Regions from separate parts of the Mus musculus genome. Here regions 1, 2 and 3 are each linked to region 4. The links are chromatin contacts, called in public promoter capture Hi-C maps. All regions are on one chromosome and are shown on one strand. Each heading gives the region's core, a stretch centred on a gene start, on an enhancer-like site or on the middle of the called end of the contact. The rest is flanking DNA. Distances are from core to core; before and after follow the strand shown. Region 1 holds the start of Rab10 (RAB10, member RAS oncogene family). Region 2 holds the start of Pum2 (pumilio RNA-binding family member 2). Region 3 holds the start of Rab10os (RAB10, member RAS oncogene family, opposite strand). Region 4 holds the start of Ywhaq (tyrosine 3-monooxygenase/tryptophan 5-monooxygenase activation protein theta).

The links. Promoter capture Hi-C pulls out the DNA fragments that hold promoters and counts their contacts.
Region 1: a contact with region 4 is called in a promoter capture Hi-C map of pre-B cells. The contact joins the promoter of Rab10 here to the promoter of Ywhaq in region 4. A contact is called at or near these places in 3 of 39 promoter capture datasets (cranial neural crest, frontonasal cranial neural crest and pre-B cells).
Region 2: a promoter capture Hi-C map of cranial neural crest shows a contact between it and region 4. The contact joins the promoter of Pum2 here to the promoter of Ywhaq in region 4.
Region 3: a contact with region 4 is called in a promoter capture Hi-C map of cranial neural crest. The contact joins the promoter of Rab10os here to the promoter of Ywhaq in region 4. A contact is called at or near these places in 4 of 39 promoter capture datasets (the HPC-7 cell line, cranial neural crest, maxillary cranial neural crest and 1 more).

Annotation. Positions count from the first base shown.
Region 1 is chr12:3,308,618-3,311,661 of GRCm38.p6, forward strand. Rab10 (RAB10, member RAS oncogene family) reads right to left here and starts at 1,352. Exons shown (of 6, transcript NM_016676.5): 1 at 675-1,352. The coding sequence starts at 801.
Region 2 is chr12:8,672,879-8,675,827 of GRCm38.p6, forward strand. Pum2 (pumilio RNA-binding family member 2) reads left to right here and starts at 1,381. Exons shown (of 21, transcript NM_001160220.1): 1 at 1,381-1,602.
Region 3 is chr12:3,233,853-3,237,113 of GRCm38.p6, forward strand. It overlaps Rab10os (RAB10, member RAS oncogene family, opposite strand), which reads left to right and starts at 1,939. Exons shown (of 7, transcript NR_015551.1): 1 at 1,939-2,077.
Region 4 is chr12:21,415,610-21,418,710 of GRCm38.p6, forward strand. It overlaps Ywhaq (tyrosine 3-monooxygenase/tryptophan 5-monooxygenase activation protein theta), which reads right to left and starts at 1,827. Exons shown (of 5, transcript NM_011739.3): 1 at 1,189-1,827. The coding sequence starts at 1,482. It overlaps Gm4419 (predicted gene 4419), which reads left to right and starts at 2,273. Exons shown (of 4, transcript NR_166748.1): 1 at 2,273-2,473; 2 at 2,607-2,681; 3 at 3,021-3,101.

The sequences.
Region 1 (3,044 bases), core at 102-2,601, about 18 Mb before region 4:
TTCCTGTAAATTCTAACATCAAGTAAAACATTAGAACTTGACTTGATTCCATTGGGTTGAAAACAGAAACCGTCCATCTGCTTCGTTGAGGTCTTGAAAAAGCACTGTGAGCCAACCATGCCAGATTCCCACCCCAAGCACGAAGGGCCTCCGATTGTTTGACACATCAATGGTTCAGTCAAGACAGCCAACTCACTTTCCCCCGCCCCTCTCATTTTCCTTAATGATTCTGCAACTCTCAAGTTTACTCCAAGTTACAGTCAGATAGAATATTTTCTCTTTGACCCCCAATTCGGGCCTTTGCCACATAGCCAGTACTGCTTCAATCCCAACCACTAAATTACGTCTATTACAAATAGCACATCAAGTAACTTCATGCAATTATGGTAAGGCCAGGCAAGTCACTTAAAGAAACCGGATTCTGGAACGCTGCTAAATGCTGCATATTTTGTGCCAGAAGGCACCGAACAGAGAAGGAGACTTGAGACCGGATGGTAAGCATGGGAAGACCCCGCCCCAGTAAGGCTATTCCGATTCCAACAGTAACTTAGGTCTGTCGTCTGGAATCGGAATCACTGGAACAAAGGCGTAAATTCCGGGAAGCAAGATGTCTGGAATAAAAGAAAACGGCTCGCGGCTACAGAGCCCCCACACCATCCTCCCACAGGTCTTACCTATGGTGGAAATAAAGGTGGTATTGAAGGCATCGTCCGAAAAACGAAAAAGGACGCAGGTCTTGCCCACTCCCGAGTCCCCGATCAGGAGCAGCTTGAAAAGCAGGTCGTACGTCTTCTTCGCCATTGGGAGGAGCGGCTCGGGCGCTCGCCGCCGGTAGCCCCAAGGGATCGGAACTGCTCACTACAACCAACTCCTCACCCGGGCGTTCTGGGGCCGCAGCAGCCGGGTAGCGTGTGCGGAAGGAGAAAGCAGCTCTCGAGACGGAGCAGGAGACCTTCCGAACGGCCTCGTCGAGGAAGCCCCGACGGTGGCGGCGCCCGTGCCTCCGAGGGGCGGCGCCCGCGGCTCCGCAGCCTCTCCCAGCCGCTCCGCCCGGTTCCGGGGAGTCGGTCGGGACAAAATGGCCTCCCCTCCCCCCTCAGCGCAGCTCGGCCGGGACGCTCCCACGGGCGGACGAGCGAGCTCTACGTCGAGGGAGCGCGGCGGGCTTGAACACGGCCTCCGCCCGGAGCAGAAACCCCGCGCTAGGACACGGGCGAGGGCAGCGGGAGGTCTCGCGAGCCGACAAGCCCTGCTACATAACCCCAGGAAACAGAGCCGCCCCGGCCAGAGCCACCTTTTTCCCCGTGCCCTCTCACGCCGGCGTGCGCGCAGCCTGAGACGCACGCAAGGACGTACACCCGCCCTTCTCTCGCGCCCTCGCCCCTGCGGCCCGCCTCTGCGCACGCGCGCGGGCGGGCAAGTAGGGCACGCGGAGGCGGGACCAGAGGGGGCGAGGCCGCGGGCGCGCTCCCTACGGCCTCCTGATTGGGTGAGCGGCTTGACGAACACGCCCCGCGGGGGAGGTGCGGCCCGGGAACTGCGCAGGCGCACTACGTCCGTATAGCTCCTGCCCTCCCTCCCTTGCCTTTTCCGGGGCGCCCAGCTGACTGCTGGAATCCTCTACTCCCTCTCAGTATCCTGTTGAGGAGCTAAGGATGTTAGCCCAGCGACGGGCGTGGCTGGCTGTGTGTGTGTGTGTGTGTGTATAGTTCATATAGATGAGAGAGAAAGAAGTGCTCTGGGCCACTCAGGAACCTCCTTACTAAACCCGGACATCTCCAGAAGAGATCCCGCTTGTGGGCTGGTCCTGACAACCTGGTCTCCTTAAGAAGCTAGAGTTGATAGAGCCGGGATTCCAAACTGAAAAAGGCGCAGCGCTCCTGGGGTTGGAATGATGTCATCGGCCTGAGGAACCCCGGGTGCGGGGAGAACCTCCCTGCGAATGGAAGCTTCTTTGCTGCTTCGGGCCTAAGCAGCCCTTGGAATCCCGGGAGCTGAAGCGCTCTATTCAGAAAAGGCGGGCGGTCACTGTAGCCAAAGTTGTACCACCAAATCGAAAATCTGAAAGCCTGCCCCATCCCAACCGATCTCTTCCTTGCTTTTCACTTGTTTGTAGGTTGGTTGTTTTGTTGCAAAGTCTGTACACCAGTACTGACTTCCAATTCATGAATCTCCAGTCTCAGCCTCCTGAGGGCTACTCTGGTGGGGTAACTCCACCACACCTGTGCCATGTCTTTTCTCTAGTTTTGTCCCTTTTCCCTCTCTCCCTATCAGTTTTATTTACACCTCCCTTTTCTTCCTTTCTATAGTCGAAATAAGCAAATTTCTAACTTACCTTTCTAAGTATGCTCCAGCACCCGCAGAATGTGATGGTAGAATGGTTGAACCTGATGAGCTGATTCACCAATAAGGAGATTTTTATTTAGGTAAATTTTATATACACACACACATAACTAATTAGCATATAACAAATATATAAGCATATTAAATAAAAATAAGCTACACTTTGGCAGACACCTCGCCATCACCAACATGTGCATTTCATGTGTAAGTAAAGCCTTTGATCATGTTCTTTTCTGACCATCTTAGATGTGATCATGCTCTTCAAAGACTTGTCCTCCTTCTAAACACCCATAAGCCTTTGAAGGTGTTTGTGTTCTCTAAACCATCTCCCAGTTGATTCTCTGATTGGTTTTAGTTTTCTCATTAAACTATATCCTCCAAATCATTCTTCCTCCAGCTGGGACTGTCGTGCTGTATCATGAATCAACAATTCTATTAAAAGTTGTCGGTAAGCTTCTCAGCTTTGTCTTAGCTCAGTCATAATCTTGAGCACCCCAGGAAAATCTTCAAGGAGCTGGGGATGTAGCGCACTTGTACAGTGCCTGTCTAGCATAAATGAAGCCCTGGGTTCAATTCTTGCAAGTTGGGGACCAGAAAATCAGAAGTGTAGAGTCATCTTTGATAACAAAAGAGAATTGGATGTCAGCCTGGGAGACCTTGTCAGAATGTGGAGGTGGGTTGAGATTATTCTTTCTCAAATA
Region 2 (2,949 bases), core at 131-2,630, about 13 Mb before region 4:
TCAAGCCCTCCCCTCCTGGTCTTTTGTCCTTTTGAGTTTTATCATGGGATTGATTACACAGCCCCAAGGATCTTTCCACTACTTTTAGCATTGGACTTCCTAGTCTTCAGACGCTTGGGAAGTAAATTTATTTTCTTTATTAATGACCTGATTTAGTATTCTGTCAAAGCGATACAACAGTAAGATTTTTATTTATTTATTTATTTATTTATTTTGGTTTTGGTTTTTTGAGACAGGGTTTCTCTGTATAGCCCTGGCTGTCCTGGAACTCACTTTGTAGACCAGGCTGGCCTTGAACTCAGAAATCCGACTGCCTCTGACTCCCAAGTGCTGGGATTAAAGGCGTGCGCCACCACGCCCGGCAAGATAAATTTTAAATCAGTCTGTCTTTATAATGATGAAAACCCAAAGAGCTGTGTTTAACAGGCACTAGGATACATCACATGAACAAAGCACATACAGTCCTTAGCCTGGTAGAGCTCACAGATGCCTAGGGAAGACACTGAGTTAATTAAAAGGCCCTGGATTGTCAAAACCAGGAGGTAAGCCATTAATTAGGAAGTTGTCCCATGAGGGCCTAAACTCTCCAAGAGAGGTGTGATAGAAAGTGGTCCCAACGACTGCGACCAAATCTTTGGAGCCATTGTTGTTCCCTGCAGATTTCAAGGAAGGGCAAGACAATTCTGTAACTGGTAATAAGAAAACATTCAGTCTGATACATAGCCAAGGTAGTTTCTTTTGTGCTTACCCAGTACCCCTGGCTCATCAATTGCAGGAAGTCAGTAACACTTGCCTACTGTAGACGATAACAAGGTGCATTTTTTTTTTATCCCTAAACCTCCAACATTTGAGTGGAAAAGGGGAGATAAACGTTGAGCGGTAGGGCTGTATTAAGGTCTACAACTCCTGTAGGTGCCAGCATACCGGAAGTAGGGGGAAAGAGACTTCAATTTTGGGGTGCATGGGCAGCAGTGCTTACACACAGGCAGTTTAGGGAGAACAATGAGATATCCGGGAGGAAGCGGTGGATGAATAAATTCAGTCTCACACAGAAAGTCGGGGGTTTGCAGCACCACACGAGGCGCGTGACCAGCCCCGGGAGCAGAGCGCCAGAGGTCCGGCGTGCAGGCCAGCCCTGATCCCAGAAGGTAAAGGCCGGGAAGTGCACGCCCGATGGCGGCCTCACCCGCGAGGAGAGCGCCGCGCCAGTGCGCACGCGCGGAGCCCCGGCCGGCCCCCTGCGCCCGGCGCGCGGGAGAAGTACGCACTTCACTGCGAGGCGTCGCGGCTGGGTGAGTGCTCCCCCCTTTCTCCCGCAGTGCTTTGCGCGCGGCCGGTGGGCGGGGGAGGGAGGGGAGGGGAGGCGGCGGCGGCAGCCATGTTGTTGTGAGTCTCTGTGCCTCACCCTCGGTACTTCGGTGGTTCGGAGGAGGAGGGGGAGGAGAAGAAGGAGGTGGGGTGGGGGGGAGGGAGGTAGGAGGAGGAGAAAGAAGACGTCGCCGCCACCGGAGGCGGAGGGGGAGGACGGACGGCCGAGAGCGTCGCCGCCGGTGCCCAACGGTCGGTGTCCCCCGGCTGAGGCAGCGCGGCCGCAGCAGCCCTGTAAGTCAGCCCGCGCTCGCTTCGTCGGGTCCGTGGGCGCCGCGGGGGCCGGCTCTGGGCTTTGTGTGGCGGCCTCCGCGGGAGCAGGCCTCGGGCGGGAACGGGTCGGGCCTGGGCGGGGATCGCGGCGGGCCGCGGCCTGGGCCCCGCTCGCACAATGCCGGGGGAGGGGAGCCGGAAGGGGGTGTGCGCCGGCGGGGGAGGGGGCGCACTCGCCGCTTTCCCGCTTCCTTCCCGCGCCCCGCGCCCTTTGCCGGCCTTAGTGACCAGATCCGTGTGGGTGCCAGGCGGCCTCCAGCCCCTCGGTGCCCACAGTCTGGAAGAAGCACGGTGAATCCAGAGAAACGTGCGAGGTGGAAGTGGGTGAAGCGGAAGGAGTGGGTTTATGAGAGCGAGGGTGGGTGGGCGGGGGTCGCTAGGTTGGGGTGCGGGGTGGTCCTCTGGCCTGCGAGTGTCCAGGAAAACCTTGGCAAACGGATGTGAATGTGAAAGAAAATCGGGACTGGGGTTCGACCTGTTCAGGTGCCTTAGAAAGGAACGTGGTGCTTTTTGTTAGGGGAACATCTCTTCGGTACCCGAAGAACGAGGAACTTGAAAGCCGAAGACCAAAACAGCGACTTCAGATATTCGAACCTTAGTTTTGCTTGTGAATACGGTCAAATTTGAGGGGAAATAAACTGTGCGGAGTTTATGGCCGAACACGTGTAAAGTTAGTGCTTCTTCCAAGAATACGGCTTTAGAAACCCTTCTTTTTCCTCGTAGCCTTTTATTCTGTAACAGCTGAACTTTTGGGGAAGGGAATGGAATTCAGACGTTTTATGTACAAAAGAAGACATGCTATGATAGTTTTTTTCAGATTTAAAGAAATCTGGAGGAAGGGGTTTTCTGTGATGATTTCAGGAGAAATGTTTTTAAATGCTTAGCAGGGTGCAGTGCCTGGAAACGATACAGTGTGTCACGAAAGCAGTTTTAAGGAGTTACCTTGGCGTGTTTGAAGCTTGTTCACCGCTTAGATTCGTGACTCCTAACCATGTGACCGGGTGAATGGAGGATGGTTTAGGGAATTCTGGCCAGGAATCCTGTTAAAAATACAAAGATGGATTATTTTTAATTGGTTAATAATAAGCCTCTGTTGCTAGTCCGATATCCTGCTGTTTATAAATGATTTACATCATGTGACCAGTCATAAGTAATTGTCTGCATGTTCTTTAACTGAAGAATGTCTTTAAAATGATTCTGGGAGAGATTAAGTTCTGTAGGGTTGTCTTTGATGTTTTGGAGCACAGCTGTTCGACATGAAAAAGTTACAATAACTTTTTTATTTCAGAAACTTGCTACAGTATTCAG
Region 3 (3,261 bases), core at 689-3,188, about 18 Mb before region 4:
CTTCATAATGTGCTTATGAAAATACATCAAGATAATGAAATGCAGTGTATACAACTAAAGAACATACAATAAGATCCTTATTGCATTTAGAAATTCACATCAATTAAGTGAAAATGTCTTGTTTTCTTTGAATAAAAAGAGTTATAATGAATTCTAATGTGTCTAATTACTAGTACACCTGGTCACTACATCACAGATGGGATGGTCACTGCATCTCAGGTGGAATGGTCACTGCATCAAAGTTGGAATTGTCACTGCATCACAGGTGGGATAGTCACTGCATCACAGGTGGGATGGTAACTATATCTCAGGTGGCATGGTCATTGCATCCCAAGTGGGATGGTCAAAACATCTCAAGTGGGATGGTCACTGATTCTCTGGTAAGACTCACTACATCTCTCAGATGGGGTGGTCACTGCATCCCATGTGGGATGTTCACTGCATCTCAGGTAAGATGGTCACTGCATCTCAGGAGGGATGGATACTACATCTCAGGTGGGGTGGTCACTGCATCACAGGTGGGATTGTCATAGTATCTCACGTGAGATAGTCACAACATCTCAGGTGGCATGGTCACTGCATCTCAGGTGGGACAGTCACTGCATCACTAGTGGGATTGTCATCCCATCTCACTTGGGATGGTCACAACTTCACACGTGGGATAGTCACTGAATCTTAGGTGGATGGTCACTGCATTTCTGTTAAGACGACTCTCTACATCTCAGGTTGGATAGTCATTGCATCCCATGTGGGATTTTCACTGTATCTCAGGTAAGATGGTGACTTCATCTCAGGAGAGACGATCACATCTCAAGTGGTCACTTCATCTCAGGTGGGATGGTCACTACATCTCAGGTGGGATAGTCAACTGCATCACAGGTGGGATTATCATCCCATCTCACCTGGGATGGTCACTACATTTCAGATGGCATAGTCACTGCATCCTAGGTGGAATGGTTACAACATCTCAGGTGGCATGGACACTGCATCTCATGTAAGAATCACTCAGGTAGAATGTTCACTGCATCAAAGGTGAGATGGTCACTGCATCTCAGGTGGATGGTCACTGTATCTCAGGTAGGATAATCACTGTCAATACATCTCAAGTGGCATGCTCACTACATCTCATGTGGGATGGTCACTGCATCACAGTTGGGATCGTCACTGCATCTCAGGTGAGATGGTTACTGCATCTCAGGTAAGAGTCATTACATCTCCCTTGGGATGGTCACTGCATCACAGGTGAGATGGTTACTGCATCCGCTCCGGTTGGTGTCAAAGGATATGGATTTGCCTGCGGTGAAGCGGCCACGGTGAGGGGAGGCCGGGCATGCGGGCGCTTCGACCCGGTGACAGGGCAGCGTATTAATACGGTACGTTCCTGGGAGGTTAGACCCGGAGATGTACAGGTAGGAACTACACCTCCCAGCGTGCCTCCCAGTGAAACTCGGGGCTACTGTGGCGTCACTTCCTATGGCAAACAGGAAGTCATGCCTAAAGCAGGAAATAACTGCAACTCCCAGCATGCTTGAACCCTAACTTCCAGACAGGAAGTTCCTCCGTTCCAACAGGAAGTGAGTCCTTCTACCGCATTGTAAATCTCACGAGAACTCGGAGCGGCAGCGTGACATTGAAGACTTCCAGTTCCGGGTTCCGCTGATCAGAAGCGGACAAGCAAACAGCGGATGTGCAGTTCCTCTCTTCGCCGAACCCGGTTTTCCCTTTCGGAGCAGCGCGACCGATTTCCGGTTTCCCCGCCGCAACCACCGTTACCCCCCCCCCGCCCCAATCCCCGGCGACTCCAGCGACGTCACCGGTTCAGCTCCTGACCTTTCGGCGAACCGCAGAACCACAGGCGACCCGTTCGACGTCATCACTCCCCGCCCAGATGTCGCTGTGACATCACCCCGCACGTGCCTGCGCTGGCACCGCGTCGTCCTGGCGAGCGCCTCCTCGCGGCGGAAGGAGATCCTGGGGTTCGCTGTGCGAGACATGTCGGCGGGGTTTCACGTGAGTGACACTTGGTCCCCACGGGATTGACAGCGACTAGCGGAGTGGCATGTGGACGTAGCTTCAGGTGAGTGACCTGTTTTTTCCCAAGAGGCACTGACAGACAGGCCAGGGACGGAGCCTGAGCGAGGGCTGGGAGTGGCTGAGCGTGAGTGACAGGGGCCTGGGGCGGGGTCTTAACTAAGCTCCTGCAAGAGACATAGATTTGCATGGGGTCTAAGTTTCATTGCTGCTCGTTTGCATGAATTTGAGTGAATTTGAATGGCTGCTTGGTTTTGTTCTACCCAGGTTTATATAACCTCCCCTGACCTGTATAAATTAGCATATCGTGTACGTTGGGAATTTGCATACGCTCATGTGACATCAGTTTCGCATGATGAAAATTTGCATAAATTTGCATAATGACAGCTCCCCTGAGTAAATTTCCATAAACATAAACGATGTTATGGCTTTACTCTGCGTGTATTTGTCATGTAAATTTGCATGCATTTGCATAAAACTGCATGACGTTATGGCTTTTCCTGAGTTCAGATGATGTCACAGTTTCCCTCCTTGCCATTGACACGTGTCCAGATGATGTCATCACCCTGTGACACCCCCCCCCCCGCATTTGTATATATTGTATATATTCTCTTGACGTCCTGGCTGGGGGTGTGCCCAAGAGTGATTGAGTCATTGTGGGCAGGGCCTTGACGCGTGTCTGACCCCACCCATTCACCCCTTCCCCCCACCCCAGGGCCTGGCCTTCATGGTCGTCCATCCTGCCTTCCCCGAGATGCTGAGCAAGGCCACCTGGCCCTGCCTCCAGTACTTTGCCGCGAGGGGGGGGGGGCACAAAGGTCAGTGGGAAGGGGCCTCAGGGTAGCTACTTTCATCTTTTTAGGAAGATGGGCGTGGTCTGTTGGTGGCCATACCCACTGTAAGTGGCATCATGATTGCAGTTCTGAGTTTGGGAGAAGAGGGTGGGTTCTGGGGATGATGGAGCGGGGAAATGAGGTCACCACACCAACCACAAGTGATGTCACTTCCTGCTTTTTGGGAGCTTTATGGGCAAGACATCAGGATGGTGGGTGGGGCCAGGCCCACTGGAAGTGATGTCATTTTCAGGATTTCTGACTTGTGGGTGGGGCTTCTGTGAGGGGCTGCCAGGAAGTCTGGTATGATGTCACTTCCAGCTCCACCCGTCCCTCCCCCAGGAAGACCCAGAGACCTTGACCCTGTGGTGGTGTGTGGCCCTGCCCCTTCCACACC
Region 4 (3,101 bases), core at 577-3,076:
GAACTTAAGATCACATAGATGTTAACAGAACAAAATGGCATCTTTACAAAACAGAGTTTTCTGCACTTCACTACCAACTGATTGCTTCTGACCCCTAACATCTGTATCTATCAGCCATGATTTTGCTCAGATAATCTCTTTTGTTTTAGTAAAACAGGTAGGTTTTACACAACAGGGAAAAATGTTCTAGGTTCCATTGATTCGATGTGATAAAGAAATGAAGGCTAGAAGGGAAAGCCCCTTTTTCCCTTCTCTTATGAAACCCTGCATAAAAGACACCTAAAAAGATCCAGGGCAAGCCTATCAGCTACCAGCTGCCTCATATAAAGGTGGCATGTGAAGAGCAAACCCAGCAGCTACTTCATCATCAGTCTATAACTACCTATCAATGTGAACAGGAGTCACAGTTTGCAGCATTAATATCTGACACTCTATGGCATGCTATTTAAATTTTAGAAACTTGCTTTATTGAATAAGAGATCTGGGCAATGAATGACTCAAGATTTAAAAGTGCCCCCTCTAATAAGGGTGAATCATAGCAGTTAACATCCCGGTTGGGACTGGATAGTGCAAAACCTGGAAAGCCTTCCTTGCCCATCCACACCAGAAATGCTTTCATTTCCATACACCGGACTAAAGTGAGGCAACAAATAGAAAACAAACAAACAAACACTATTAAATAGTGAAATTTGACCAGGGCATGGTATTCTTCAAATTATCTGTATCCTTTTCATCCAGTGAACTCATCCACCCACCCACCCCCACACCTCTTTAGCAAGGAAAGGCTCAACATATTCTTACATGAAAAATAAAACATGTCTAGATTTTTCACTCCTAAATCTTGGGGGGCTGGGGAAATTCTAGCATCTCTATGGTAAAAGTCCCCATGCCTTCTACGACATGAAAGAACTTACAGATCTCAGGACCACTCTCCTGGCACAAGGTTAAATAGGTCTTTTTCAGTCTTGTGCAAGCCTACGCGGCTACTCCCCCCAAGTTTTTGTACCCCAGAGCTTGGGAAAAAAAGAGTTACCCACCCCCGAGAAAGCTCTGAAACAGGTAAGAAGGAAGCCTGGGGCTCAAATCACAAACTCTCTATCCCACAGGTTTCTCCCCATCGGGAACACCACACAAAAGGGGTGTCGCTCCCGCCGCCCTACTCCCTCACTAATGCCGGCGCCAACTCACCAGGACCGTGGTGCAGATGGACCTCAGCTCCGACTCCACTTTCTCCCGATAGTCCTTGATCAGCTGCAACTTCTTGTCAGAGGTGTCGGTCTTCTGCTCAATGCTCGAGATGACCCTCCAGGCGGACCTGCGGCCCCCTACCACGTTTTTGTAGGCCACCGACAGCAGGTTGCGCTCCTCGTTGGACAGCTCGGCGCCCTGCTCCGTCACGGCTTTCATGCAGGTGGCCATGTCGTCGTAGCGCTCGGCCTGCTCGGCCAGCTTGGCCTTCTGGATCAGCTCGGTCTTCTCCATGGCGAGCGAGGGCGAGCGCCGAGCCGGATCCGGAGTCCTCCTGAGAGCCGCGAGGGGCGGGGCGGGGCGGCGCCGGCGAGGACAAAAAGGAGCGAGGAGAGAGCGCGTCAGACAATGCAGCCGGACGCCCGCTTTGTCTCAGCGCACGAGGCGGCGCGTCCTCCGGCCTCTCACGGGGCCGCCGCCTTCCGCCCGCGCCCTCCGGCCCGCCCGCCGCGCCTCCCCAAGGCCGGAGCGCGGGCCCCACCCGGCCCAAGATGGAAGCGGCCGTTGGTGCCGCACCTTCCCGTCCCAGCCCGAACCTCAGGCGCGCGGTAGCCTAGCAGATATGAGGACCGTGCTCCGCCAACCCGGCCTCGGTACCTCGCGGCGGCTGTTGCAGCCGCAGTCCCAGAGCTGTGTCCGCACTCACCTTCTAGTCTCCGCAGCCGCGACGCGAGTCCCACCACTTTGATCTGCTTTGGGCTTTAGCCGAGGACCCTCCCGTCTCAGCCTAGCACGGAGCCGACGAGCTCGCCACCGACCAATAGAACGCTGCACCTCCCCAAGGAGTCCCGCCTCTAGCTTCTCCTCTGTCCAATGAGGGGCGAGCGCGCGGAAGGGGGCCCAGGGGGCGGGGCGGGAAGCGAAGCGGAGGCTCCGAGGGTGGGTCGGCTCGGGTAGGTTCGGTTGGCCCGCAGGCTGCGGCTTCGGCCACGGGGTTTCCTCCAATTAGATCCAGGGTGAATGGACGTCACTGTTGCCATGGCGATGCTTTTCCAACTCCCCTCATCCTCCCCGCCAGCCCGGCACTCCTGGGTGCGGCACGGGACCGGAGGTGCTTTCGACCTCCGAGGCTGCGACCGCGTGTCCTGTAGCAGCAACCACTGCAGATGGGGCGTTGCAGCTCTCGAGCTGCTGCGGCTGCAGCTGGACTTGGCAGGGGTGAGATAATTAGCCCTTTTGATGCACAAGCGCCTTCCTTTCTTCTACCTTCCTGTTCTTGACAAAGGTTTGTATCCCCAAGACATTAAAATGCAACCCTTACAATTTTCCTGTTTCGGCTACAAATTAGAAATATCCTGATCCCCATTAAAAAAGGATTCGTTCCCAGAGAAAGTGGCTTAATTCAAGTTTTCACACAGGCACCCGAAAGCCAGCAATTCCCTTATGGAAAGGTAGATTCAGGAGATCTGGGCAGGACTGCGTGGCAGCGTCAGGTAAGCATTTCTTTAAAACGGGGAAATGACATTAAGCACGATTTGAACAAACACAGCTGTGACTACCCGATCCCCGGAAGCATATTTCTTAAACATTTCTTTACTACTTTTCCACATTAATGTCTAAGTACACCCTGCCCCGAACACACACACCTTTGTACTCTGTAAAGCATGTATGCATGCTTTTGTTTTTTGTGTGTGATGGGTTTTTTTTCTCCTGATATATTTGTGAAGATCTCATGTTTTTCTCTGCACAATAAACACCCTTCTGAAATGAGAGCATTTGCCCCAGATGCCATGTATTCAGGGTCACAGCTAACATTTTTCTCCTTTAAATAGGCTCCCTTATTTCCTAGCCCTCAATCCAATTCCTAGTGAGGTGGCTGTCCTACCGGACTCAAAGAATGAAACTGCCACCTG